Regions from separate parts of the Mus musculus genome. Here region 2 is linked to region 1. Evidence: chromatin contacts called from public HiChIP or PLAC-seq data. All regions are on one chromosome and are shown on one strand. Each heading gives the region's core, a stretch centred on a gene start, on an enhancer-like site or on the middle of the called end of the contact. The rest is flanking DNA. Distances are from core to core; before and after follow the strand shown.

Evidence for each region. HiChIP or PLAC-seq counts read pairs in DNA pulled down with a chosen protein or histone mark.
Region 2: a BATF HiChIP or PLAC-seq map of CD8 T cells shows a contact between it and region 1, with 5 read pairs. The contact joins two enhancer-like sites. A contact is called at or near these places in 7 of 484 Hi-C or Micro-C datasets (B cells, centroblasts, cortical neurons and 3 more), 3 of 115 datasets of contacts at active chromatin or transcription factors (CD8 T cells, extraembryonic endoderm stem cells and heart atrium) and 3 of 9 other capture datasets (adipose tissue, liver and pancreatic islet).

The regions. Positions count from the first base shown.
Region 1 is chr1:52,426,554-52,433,529 of GRCm38.p6, forward strand. No RefSeq gene overlaps it. Among named protein-coding and RNA genes, the nearest start is that of Gm23460, 15 kb to the right of the region's middle. Within about 2 kb of position 4,703, at least 41 of the 459 cell types and tissues checked have an H3K27ac peak or open chromatin away from gene starts, as enhancers often do. A contact at or near this core is called in CD8 T cells, where this site is marked.
Region 2 is chr1:52,488,643-52,495,317 of GRCm38.p6, forward strand. It overlaps Nab1 (Ngfi-A binding protein 1), which reads right to left. Exons shown (of 8, transcript NM_008667.3): 2 at 1,279-2,113. The coding sequence starts at 2,094. Among named protein-coding and RNA genes, the nearest start is that of Nab1, 8.5 kb to the right of the region's middle. Within about 2 kb of position 1,324, at least 8 of the 459 cell types and tissues checked have an H3K27ac peak or open chromatin away from gene starts, as enhancers often do. A contact at or near this core is called in CD8 T cells, where this site is marked.

The sequences.
Region 1 (6,976 bases), core at 3,453-5,952:
ATTGGGGAAGAAGAGGCCAAAAGATTCTAAGAGCCAGAGGGTCAGGGAGGCTTTTTTTTTTTGTGAGATGCTGTCGTCTAATTAGTTCTTTGAGGATTTTGATCTCAAAAACCAATACAATCTCATCAACATGACTACCTAAACCTGAGCTGTACATGGACAATGCCAATGGGCATTTCAACTTTGATGGGGAAGGCAGAAGAGGCTTCAACCTACACAAAGATCTAAGGAATGCTGAGAGCTGGAGAAAAAAATCCACCCTAGGGAAAAGCACACCAGTTGATTGTCCAATATCAAATTGATCAGCCTTAAAATGTACATACAGATATCATTATACAAATTGAGCAAAGTATTTATACTTATAAATACATCTCCCAAATGCATGGCACAACAATTAGTGAAAAAAGAGGCCATGAAATTTTGCAAGACAGTAAGGAAGTGGGTCTATGCTAGCATTTTGAGGGAGGAAAGGGAAGGGAGAAATGATATAATTGTATTATATCTCAAAAATATATATAATTAAAGAAGAACAATAAAAGAACACCTTTGAAAAAAATCCCTAAAAGGAAAATGTTTATCCTTTAACAACCATTGTGACAAGGAGTTTGCTCCATTTTTGGATGATCATTAAACTGTGATTAAAGCAATAATGCCTTGACCATATATTGATTCTGTGAACAAAAGTTAGTTCCCACTGCAATCCCAGTGGCCTTTATTATGCTTAACAGTCTTGGGACTTTCTTAGCACACTCTTGTATGTGCTCTCAAGAATGGGTCCCGGATGATGTAATGAGTATTATGAGATCATCACTACCAGGCCACGATCCTCTCAGATGGTATCCATAGGTGATACTCTTCCCCCTCTGTCTTAGTCAGGGTTTCTATTCCTGCACAAACATCACGACCAAGAAGCAAGATGGGGAGGAAAGGGTTGATTTGGCTCACACTTCCATGCTACTGTTCATCACCAAAGAAGTCAGGACTGGAACTCAAGCAGGTCAGGAAGCAGGAGCTGATGCAGAGGCCATGGAGGGATGTTCTTTATTGGCTTGCCTCTGGCTTGCTCAGCTTGCTCTCTTATAGAACCCAAGACTACCAGCCCAGAGATGGCACCACCCACAAGGGGCCTTTTCCCCTTGATCACTAATTGAGAAAATGCCTTACGGCTGGATGTCATGGAGGCATTTCCTCAACTGAAGCTCCTTTCTCTGTGATAACTCCAGCTGTGTCAAGTTGACATAAAACTAGCCAGTACACCCTCATTCTCTTTAAGATGCTGGGGTGTTGATCAAATTCCTCGAAAAGGTGAGAATGTATGAAAGAAAAGAGAAAAACAGAATATCTGTCATTGGTGACCCTGGGCCATTCCTCTCCAGAAGGAAGTATCCCAGGGCCCCAGGAGTCTCCCTTCCTAGGGCACTCATCAAGATGACTCCAGGTTCCCAGACTTGTCCCTGGACTGACCTCTGTGGCTGATGGGCAAACTCAGCCTAAGGGAATCCCTCCACCTTAGGCTTTGCAGTGATTCATCACACCAATGGCTCCCCTGAGATCCATGGTCAGACTTGCCTGTTGTCAGTTTGTTGCTGATGAAATAGTGGCTACCACATCTGGCTTACTGAGCAACCCTTCCCCACAGGAAGTACAAACACAACATGAGCTCTTTTTTTTTTTTTTTTTTTCTACAATCACTCACCTTCAACTCTGTCATGTTTACAACTTCTCCTCTGTGTCCCTAAGAGCAGCTTTGTTTGGCAGCTAGAGTGCTGGCTACTCTCCAAGGATAGAGAGCCCAATCCAGTCTAGTTCACTTTAAAACTTCATTCTTGCTCCAATGCAAATGGGACATGTTGCCTATACCCCAGCTCTGCATGGAGACTGAGAAGAGGGACAAGTCAGGGCGAGAGAGAGGAGAAGGAGAGGGAGAGAGGGGCTTTTCTTACGTTCCTGATAGAATGTGGCCTCTCTGGCCATTACTATCCAGTTGTTGTGCCTTCTCTGTGGCAGATATGCAAACCCTGGCATCCTCACTTATACCTATGTGAATTTTCCTAAAGTCCCATTGGGGACTTGATATTTCATAGCTGTCCCCATCTGCTTCAAATCTTGCCTATTAGTTGGGTTTTGCTAAGAGGGTCCATTTTGGCATACAATGAGACAGGCCTCGTTGATCGTGGTAAATCACATCTCTATCACCAAAAGCTCAGTGTGAGGTACAGAAGATGCAGCATGCTCACCTTTCTGTTTTGCCTTTGATTGCAAGTCCCTTCTTTACCTGTCAGATGAGACATATGACCAGACCGTAAGGGACCAGGAAAATACCTCATCACTGTGCAGTAGCCAAGGATGTAGATGTCTTTCTAGAGTTGTTGTCCCCTCTCAGCCTCTGTCTGCTTAGGGAGACCAGAGCAGCCAATCTTTAACAACTCTTAAGGATTTGAACTCAGGTTTTTCAGAAGAGCAGTCAACCACATGGGATCTGACGCCCTCTTCTGGTGTGTCTGAAGACAGCTACATTGTACTTATTTATAATAATAAATAAATCTTTGGGTCGGAGCAAGCGGGGCCAACCAAAGTGAGCAGAGGTCCTAAAATATTTAATTCCCAACAACCACATGAAGGCTCACAACCATCTCTACAGCTACAGTGTACTCATATAATACAATCAATAAATAAATCTTTAATAAAACAACCTTTAAGGAGATGCTAGTCCATGTCATTTAATACAGCTGTACAGTGCATAACAATGTTGTGGTGAAAGTTCCCACTAAGGTTATAATGGAGCAAAAGTTGGGGGTGAGGTGTATGTAAATCCCAAAATTTCATCCTAAGGTCAGCAGGAGTAAGATAGCTTCCCCCCTGCCCTGGGCCTGCATCCTCCATTACAAGCAACACAGTTGCTTGTAATCTTTGCCTCATCAGAGGCGGTCACCTAGCCAATAGCCAGGTTAAACTTCCTTTCTCCTTATAAGGTCATGTCTAGCAGCACCTGGAATCCCTCCCTATGCAAATGAGGCATGCCCAGCACCCTGGCCAGAGCCAATGATATACACTCTCTCCTATAGCCCCTACTCACCCTCTAAAAGATTTAAATGGCCTTTGCTCTCTCAATGAACCAAACTCATTCTCTGAAGCTGTTCCCAGGTATGCGTTCTTTGCTCAAGCACTCGCAGCCAACCACGATCCTGACTGCACTCTTCCACACTGGGCTAAGCTCCTTACCCTCTAGTCCAGTCTTGTGTGCAATGGTCCCCGGCTACCCCAAGGGAGAATCGGACCAGACGACAATTGTTTGCTCTAAAATTGGATATGTGTCTGATTTTACTAGGAGATGAGCGCTTTATGGCCTTCCATTCTGACTTTTGAAGACCCTGGTTCTTAAGGTTTCTTTTCTCCAAGTTAAATGTCCTCATCTTCACTTGATTCTCTTGTTCATCCAGACTGTAAGCGGCATTTTACAAACATACAAACCCTGGGAAAACTCCTGCCTGCCCATGGTGCTTTCTGTTCTTTTCATATTTCGTTTGCCCTTCCCTGTATCCCACCCCCACCTCCTTCCTCCTGTCCACTTTCTCTCCATTCAGTTTCAGACTTGGTAGAGGAAACATCAGAGGAAGTTTTCCCTCTAAGCTTAAAGCTTTTTTATTTAGTCCAAGATGGAGATCAGTGGACAACCAGTATAAGATGCTGTTGGAGAATTCCCCAAATTCTCTCACTGCGACTCATCTCTTATCTGTCTTTTGCAGAAGGTTTGCTGACTGGAGACACTGCCTGAAAGTGAAGTTCAGCTTTTTGGTCACTTCCCACAGCCACTGTGATGAGTGTCTGCTCTGCAAACTCCCTTCCTTCACCACCCACCACTGTGGTCCCAGCCTCTGCTGCTTCAACTTCAGGGGGGTTTAAAAAAAAACCCTATCAACTAAAGGGGTATAACAAACCTTTATCAGTCTTTTTAATTCTTTTTCCATTCTAGCCACATACATACATGGCTTAGTGATTAAGAACACTCGATGCTTTTGTAGCGCATTGGAGTTCACTTCCCAACACCCACACAATAGCTCATAGCCATCTGTAAGTCCAGTTATAGGGATCTGACTTCTTCTGGCCTTTGAGGACATCATGTGTGCACCTGGTACACATACATACATGCATATGGGCAAATGAAATACACATAAAATAAAATCATGTGTGTGTGTGTGTGTGTGAGAGAGAGGGAGAGAGAGAGAGAGAGACTCATGATGAGGAGAGTAAAAATCACGTGAGCTTGCAGGTGGTCGCTTTGAAACTGAAAAAATCATGGTTGGTTTCTCTACTTCCTGTTTTAAGAACATTCAGTGTGGCTGTTGTATTATAATGAAAAAGATCATATTTGAAATGCTAACATAATTAAATTAATAGAATTTTTAAAAAGGTTTAGATTATTCAATTATATACATGTTCTATTTGTGTTATGTAGAATTCTTTCTGCCTCACATTGAGATAAGCATTCCAAACTATAATTGATATAGGTCTATCAGATTTGCTTGCCAAGCTTCATCTTGAGTTCTTTTTTGCTGAGGACTCCAGCAAAACGTAAAAATAGGCAAGCAGGACCCCTCACTAACTGTCCCTTAGAGAAAGCTTGACTGGTCAGAAGAATTGAGCTGTCCCTGGTGGCAGCAGTGCACATGGTCCAACCTGAGGGCATGAGTGTTGGAAAGCTGGCCCCACCCTCATCTCCTGTGGAGTGGTGTAAGTAAGCGAGAGATGCTCTCTTTCCCTCACCTCACCCCTCAGGGCCTGTGGCAGGCAGGTGAGTTGGTCCTGCCTTTTCCTGGCTGCAACACTCAGGAGAATGAGCCCTGCACTTCACTTGGGCAGCACACTAGGGCTAGTCCTAGTGGAGAAGATATGGGTGAGCGGGCCCAAAGGTATGAAAGCAGGAGAGCTGACCCTTCTTGTAGGCTGTGGCTCTGGGTGAGCTAGCCAGAGCAATGCTGTAGCACTCACCTGTTGCAGAAAATATTAAAAATGAAATGGCTCGTTCCAGCGCTTGTGCCGGTAACTCTCTGCTTCGGCAGCCTGCTGGCCATGCACTGGCCGGCAATGCCCCCCACCCCTCCCCAGCCTTTGTGGTGCACACCTGGTAAACCCACACTCTGCCACCATACCTTTCTCTCTTGAACTCAGTCGAACAGCCACGTGAAGGAAAATGCCACACAGACTTAGCTCAGAAACCATGGTAAATCGTTTTGCTGGGTACAAAACTCAAATCCTAATCAATAAGTAAGCCTTATTAAATCAAAATCCTCCAGTGGCGAATCCTGACGGATCGACCACTGAAACTGGGAGACACTCATAATTACATCTTGTCCTCACGCTATCCCTGTCAAAAAGGACCTCTCTCCTTCCTCTCTTCCTCCGTCCAACCCGGAGGTCCCTCCTATTCACCCAGTGATTGGCTCCTTCACTCGTTAGGGGATTGGTTCACAAGAAGTCTTCTGAATACATGTGACTCACTCCTTATCCGAAGCCCCTCCCAGGAGAGTGGAATTAGCATACAAACTGCACCAGGCTCATCCACAACACTCACCCTGACTTTGCAGGCACAGGAGAGCTGGCAGGCTGACCAACTCAGCTACCTCTCAGGCCCAGGTAGGGCCCAGATTCAGGGCATTGAGTTGACCCACACCAACATCTGATCTGTCTATGAACTGCTGGAGCACGTGAAGGGCCTGATCCTACAGATCCAAAGCTGCAGGATCACCATTACACAGAACAACAACAGGGTATTGAGTGAGCATCCAGTATTGATAGTGTAGTAGAAACCAGAGACCTTGAACCAGACCAATGGCTCACTGCAATGAACATTTGCACGTAAAGAAGTCTGGACAAAGGGTATACTGTGGGACAAACTGTGACACACTACAGCTTCCGTGACAAGATTTTTTTTCTATCTTATTTTATTTTCTGTTGGTGGCAGGCATTCAGGTGGAGGTGTAAGCTGAAAGGGCAGAGGGTGGATACAAAGGCATGGGAAGATGAGTGCGTTGGAGTGTGTGGTGTGAAATCCACAAAGAATCAATACAAGTTTTTTTCTTTTTTCTAAAATAGGCAAGCAGGCCTTTTCTTTTCTTTTTTTTAAATATTTTTTATTACATATTTTCCTCAATTACATTTCCAATGCTATCACAAAAGTCCCCCATACCCTCCCCCCCACTTCCCTACCCACCCATTCCCATTTTTTTGGCCCTGGCGTTCCCCTGTACTGGGGCATATACAGTTTGCGTGTCCAATGGGCCTCTCTTTCCAGTGATGGCCGACTAGGCCATCTTTTGATACATATGCAGCTAGAGTCAAGAGCTCCGGGGTACTGGTTAGTTCATAATGTTGTTCCACCTAAAGGGTTGCAGATCCCTTTAGCTCCTTGGGTACTTTCTCTAGCTCCTCCATTGGGAGCCCTGTGATCCATCCATTAGCTGACTGTGAGCATCCACTTCTGTGTTTGCTAGGCCCCGGCATAGTCTCACAAGAGACAGCTACATCTGGGTCCTTTCAACAAAATCTTGCTAGTGTATGGAATGGTGTCAGCGTTTGGAAGCTGATTATGGGGTGGATCCCTGGATATGGCAGTCTCTAGATGGTCCATCCTTTCGTCTCAGCTCCAAACTTTGTCTCTGTAACTCCTTCCATGGGTGTTTTGTTCCCAATTCTAAGGAGGGGCATATTGTCCACACTTCGGTCTTCATTCTTCTTGAGTTTCATGTGTTTAGCAAAGTGTATCTTATATCTTGGGTATCCTAGGTTTTGGGCTAAAATCCACTTATCAGTGAGTACATATTGTGTGAGTTCCTTTGTGAATGTGTTACCTCACTCAGGATGATGCCCTCCAGGTCCATCCATTTGGCTAGGAATTTCATAAATTCATTCTTTTAAATAGCTGAGTAGTACTCCATTGTGTAAATGTACCACATTTTCTGTATCCATTCCTCTGTTG
Region 2 (6,675 bases), core at 74-2,573, 59 kb after region 1:
GTGAAAGTTTACAAGTCAGTAATTTACATCTTTTTATGTCAGAATACCTTCACAGTGAATATATATTCCTTTCCATATTAAAGCACAAGACTGGGGAGAGAAACATTATGTTGAATGAAATACTATAGTCAACCTAATATTTTTTCTGAAGGTTTTCTCCTTTCTTCTAAAGGGTATGTGGTTATTTTAAAAATCTCATTATGAAAGTCTTTTTCACTTCTGAAAATGAATCAGTTTCTACGCACTCACTGGACACATTAGACTCTAGGAAGAAAAAAAAAAGACATTATCCAGCAAAGGACAGACCAGGATGCAATACATTACAACAAAGTGTTCTAGAGCTACTGAGGCAGGAGGAGATACATGATGAAAAGGGAAAAAGGAGATAGATGTGACGTCCTACTTTGAGGAAAAGATCACAGCAAAGACAAGCTTCTATCTGCATTGAATAATCAGGACAGGTGCCACACAGACAAACAAGAAAAAACAAGAAAGCGCAAAGATGTATGCACATACTCAAATGATGTGTGCTTGGGGTGGGGTGGGGCGTGAGTGAGTGAGTGAGTGTGTGTGTGTGTGTATATGTATGTTCACGAGTGTGTGCGCTTAAGCAGAACACTCTGGATAAAGTGCTGTGGAGATGAAACAATGAGCCCTTTGTATGCTAATCATTTAGCTAAAACAAGAGTCAAAGCTACACTCTCAATTCCAACCTTCATCTAACACAACTTTGTTATTCACACTAGCTGGAAATTGCCTTATGTTCTGGTCATTTTATGGTTTGCTTTTTTTCTTTTTTTTAAATAAAGGTTAATAAGAAAGTTTTTAAAATGAAGATCCACTCTTAAAATCCGTTTATTTCTTAACTAAGAAACAAATCACATTGCAAACACAAAAGGTATGCTTCACTGCTTGAATTCTGGCCTGTTTCTAAAACCTACCTTATACTGTAGTTTTAAAACTCAAATGTGTTTGAGTTCAACAGAAGGCAGCCCTAGGGCAATAAACAGCCTCTGCTCAGAACAGAGCTGTTACACTTCAGCATTCTCAGGGCTGCTCTAGTAGTGTTCCTCCCTGAAACTCATTAACCAGCACCCTGCAGTGGACAGCAGCAAACACAAGTATGCACTCCAACACCACACACACACACACACACACACACACACCACAAACACTATCTCCCACCCTGACCACACCCCCCTATACACACACACACACACACACACACACACACACACACACACACACAGGGACACATACACCAGGCTCCTTACTTACCTCATGCAATGTAAGGTGTTTGCCATCCTTTCTTTTGGAGTCAAATCGCCCATAGATGGCGCTGTACTTTCTAATCTCCTCCTCTTTGTGTGGGTCTTCGTCACTCATCTCAAATATGTGACCGATCATTTTGGCCAACTTCTTATTGTTCTTCAGCAGCTCCTTCACTTCACTCAAGTCACTTTTGGGCAGTGTGGGGGCCATCCGCTCCACACACTCGGCCACAGAGAGTGCAGCTGCAGCATCCAGGGCTTCGCTGCTTTCCTTTGGAGAGGCCGGGGAGCCCAGGTCTGCTGGGGAGAGACTATGCTCGCTTTCAGTGGCATGATGTCCTTGCCAGAGTCTGGAATCGCTGACACTCTGCAGTGCTAAACTTCCCACTTCTGACTTGCCCTGACCCAAGCTCTGCACACAGGTGGTGGCGGCACATTTAGGGATTTTTAAATGTGGCTCTCGGGAGCTGCTACTCCTTTCATAACTATTGCAGGATATCCCCAGCCATGTTGGCGATCCCTCTGGTAATTTATAGATGGGTATGCTACTGACAGGAAGTGAAGTCAATGGCTGATTGAAAAGGCCAGGATTTGTAACCCAGTCTCTCAAAGCCTTCTGAAGCCTTCTAACGTGAAGGGGCTTGCTTGCCATGCCCACAAGTGCCATTATTTCCAAAAATTCCTCTTCTCCAGCTTCACACAGTTGCTGGACATCATCACCACCTTGTTGGATAAAGGCATCAAAGTAAGAAAGCAGGTTGGCTTTTTGCAATATTCTATACAGCTGCAGCTCCCCCAGGGTCCTAGGTAAGGCTGTGGCCATTACTGTGGATGGGCTTAACCTACAAAAAGAAGGAAAGACTCATCACATGTTCTTCAACCTTTTTAAATGGCTTGCAACATTGTATTATTTTGATAGCAACATCTCATTATTTAGAAAGCAACATGGGCAAAACAAGACACAAAGTATCTGCAAAGCAACTGGTAGTTCAAGATGCACCCCCCAACACACATACTTTATCCAGCTCTATTCTTCATAACTCAGAAAATCGGTTGCTAAACTGACCTACATTTTCAAAGGAAAACAGCTATTAAACACAAACTAGGAACTCAGACCAACGCTCAAAAAGGGTTTATCCCATATTTTCATCTTTGCATTTTCTTCCCTTCAGGGTATGGACATGATGGCGAAGATGAATTTTTATTCACCAGCAGGAAGTTAAGACACATCACCATTCACTGAACTGTTATTTTGTAACAGGCAACATAATGAATACTACTAGTATGCCTAATCTTCCTGTAAACCCTCCAAGACAGAGTTATTTATAAATCTAGCCAGTGAAAGATTCCAATGTAAACTGAAGATAAGAAAACAGGTGTTCTACTAGAGCTGGGTGGGTAAAGGAATGAGGGAGAAACGGTGATCATTTAGGCATGTAGGATACAGAAGAGGCAGGGTTATCACTTATCAACACTCCCATGAGCTCAGAAATGAGTGCTGGCCAAGAACTTCCATTAAGCAAAGCAACCTTGTAAGCAATGCACCCATGGATTAAAATGAGACAACCACAGAAGCGCAACACATGAACACCATGGAGGCAAACGGAAGACCAACTCTGCTGGCCTGGAGGAAGCTGAGTGGAGACAACAGAAGCAGAGATACTAGGAGTACACTGGAAAACAGAAAGTTACCGTGCCTGGACTTGTTTTGAAAGCCACCAACTAGAATGCTACAAAAATCACAATCTCGGCCACTCCACTACAGAGTCTATCACTCTAAGCACTAATGTAGTCCTATCTCCCAAGACCTTTCAATTATCCACATTTTGATCAACTACCAACCTTCTCCAACTTCCAATAGAGGCAATGGCTCTCTGTTTACATGGACTAGCACAGGCATAGATTAAAATATATATAGAGAGAGTGCCCAATTGCTTCTGCTAACACCTGGGGAAAAACCACCTGGTGTGCCTTTGAAAACCACTTTCCTGAGACCCTCAGTTCCTGTGTGAGATTTTTGATTTGGCAAATGAGGCAAACTGTACAAGAAGATTCTCACTCTATACATCGAGGCAACAAAACCTGCATGCTCTGTGAGCGTCTCAAGACTTCGGGTCTACTGACACAGTCGCTCCATCTCAGTCCCCTGAGTAAAAGCCATCTAAATCGCCTCAGTGAGGACGACCTAGGTTGTATCTATCACCTAACCGGACTAGGCCCCAAAACATAGCCTTGAGAAGTAGACCAAGTTTAACTGTATATTAAAGACCATCAGAAGGACTTCTGAAGTGTCTAGATAGAAGCAAAGAAGCTTACTTTCTCATCATTCGCCTGGGTAGCTGCTCTATGTACTTTTCACACTAGAACAGAAAAAAATCCACACACATAAAAGCATGTATATACACAGTCCTTTCCATAAGAGGACCGTGGTTTTATAAAGTTTACTGAGTGATAAACTAATTTACCATATTTGTTTCCCTGATTATGGAATATAGGAAACAGTTCAAGACTTAGATTAACAGAATCTTTCAGTCATTTTATATCAATGGGTGAAAAAAGAGGGAGTATTTACTAGACAAATAAAAAATATAAAAAAATCTTAGGACCCCAAAGACTCAAACTTAGATTGTAGTTTTCTAGGGTAAGGCAATGGGCTTAGAAAACAGCAGTTTCCAAGTCTTCTCCTTTCTCATATGCGTTACCAAGCCTCCTAGTTCTTGACAGAGACCTCGTGGACTGGTAAGGAAGCTAACAATGTAAAGGATGAAGGGAACAACAGTACATTTCCAAAGTCAGAATAGCACACGAAAGACAGACGCGCTAAGGAATCCCAAGAGCCTTTCTCAAGATTGACCCTCACAGCTGGGCAAGGAGGTTTCTCCCCAAGCTTCCCCCTAGAAGACTGTGTGAACTTCCTTCAAATCCTGCTAGGATATTTTTAATACCCACCACTTCATCCCTTAACTTGATTTGACTTAAAACTTCTGAGATTTTCTGTTTCACAAAAATCTGAAACTATTCATGCTTCAATATGAGGGTTAAATTAGCCGGAAACAGCCTCTACCTGTATCTCTCTGAATTGGGAACCAAAGGGCCCTAATACACCATTGTACGCCAGGAATTGACGATACAATAAATCCACTCAGCTAAAAGGTACTGCACCCGGCTGTTCCGAGACACCTAGGAGCAGCGCCTCCTCTCTGGCCTTTTCATAAAACCCATGATTTAAAAGAAACCATTGACTCATTCACTTGTGCTGCTTCCTAAAGATAACAAAGCATACAACCCCTACCAACTTAGTCAGTGAGAAGGACCACAGCCCTAAAAAGACGAATTTTGAAAGCAGAAAGAAATTCATTCAGAATTTGTTTTCGACTGCTGGTTGCTAACTAGATGGTAACCCTGAGTTTCTAAACCTTACCGGTTTCTCCCCGTGGGCCCACATAGTGCCGCTCACCTGCCTAGCTCAGCCTGTGCCATGTGAAGCTGAGCAGAAAAAGTCACTGCTCAAGGCTTACTTTGCTAGGGAATAGAATTTTCTGGGTGTGGGGCTGAAGATTCAGGGTAAGACAGAGAGAGGCCTTTCGTGGTCTCCAAGAAAAAGAGGAGCTTTTCCATCAAGCCTGCTGTGTCAGGACCCACTGCGATATCCAAAATCTCCAGGGACTACTAGGTTTTCACCAGTCTCTCTGTCACTCCCTCAAGTGTTTCCATTCGACTCTGCTAATGGCACACTGATTTCCCTTCCCTGCCTTCCCCTACCATATTCTAAGTTCAGGCACTCTTTGAACATGTCGTTGGAGCACAGGACACACAGCACCTGTGGTACTTTGAAGACTTGATCGATATTTTTATTTTGTAATTGTCCATGCTGAGTTCATGATGCTTCACATAAATATGCAAAACAAAATGGAAGCGGTGTATTTAGAGCCATTTTAGAAATTCTGTCCCAATCTTAAGTCAAAAGGTATTTCATAGATTTGTGTGTTTATGAAACTTGTCAGCAAGTCAAACAGCAATTTTTAAACTCAAACATCCTAACATAATACAATTCACGGATATGCTAATTAGATACTAGCCCGATACAAAATACTGCCTTTGTTTTCTGCAATTAAACTATTAGTTTCTATAAAAAGCAGAAAACTCCAATTGTACAGTAAAAGCAACGCAATTCATAAGCTACCCATAGTCCAGAATGTGAGTCAACAGGCTTCTAGTTGCATTTGGGGTTACCCTGCAGTGAGACTGCGCGGAGGAAGGGGCGCATGTTGTGTGTTCAGAACCAAGGCCTCAATAAAGATGCAGGAGGCAACATAGGCCGCCCTGTCAGAAACACCTCTGCCTCTTTACACAGTTAACTCTAAATCTTTACTTATTTGGTTCTTGTGAGTCCAGAAAGCTTTTACTATTGCTGAAACCTTCACCATCCCACATGGGGTCAAAAACCATGCTTGGAGAACCTATGGTTTGTCTAAATTGATCAGGGACCACGGACAGAAACTCATGCTTCACTGAAGAAAAGTATCTTAAACATCGAAAAATTTAAATATTATGAAAAAATTGCAAAATATAAAATAAATAAAAAAGGAAAGGAAACGTTGAGCCTTATGTACCGAGCAAATGCCAGGTCTAGCAAACAGTGCTAGTCCTAGGTTACTAGATTTAAAACAACAACAACAAAAAACATCCCCCAAAAAAGTAAAATATAAAAACAAATTAATGTTTTATAGACCCTGGGAAAAGAATTTTCTGCAAAGTACAAAAATTTAAAGCATTCCTTTCTTTAATTTTGTAATTCTTTACTGTGGAATAGCTTGGGATGTCAGCTCTGTTTTTAGGAGCAAGGAATGTAATTTGGATTATAAAATTCTTGCTTTAATAAAAATTCCTTAAATAGTAAAACAAACAAACAATCAAAGAACCCATGGCATCGGGGGCTGGAGAGATGGCTCAGTGGTTAAGAGCACTGGCTGTTCTTCCAGAGGACCCGTGTTCATTTCCAGCACCCACAGGGCAGCTCACAACTGTCTATAACTTCAGTTCCATGGGATCTGACACCCTTCCACAGACATGAGGGCAGAACAGCAATGCGCATAAAAATAAATAAATTTAAAAAAAAAAAGAGAGAAAAGAAAAAGAACCCGTGGCTTAGTGGGATAATTCATGAGCAGATTACTACAAAATTATGAGTCACTACAAAGAGATCTCAAAGTAAAATTGGGCTTTTCACTACAAATGAAAGTAAATGAACACTTCCCTGATTTCAGGAGGTACAAACTAATTTAAAATGTAACTAAATTTGTTACTTTGAGAATGTCCAGTGTTTTCTCAATGAACAATGCTAAAAGTAAAATAACCCTGAGTGTTTGCAGGATTTTATTTTAAAAGTACTTCCCATACCTGA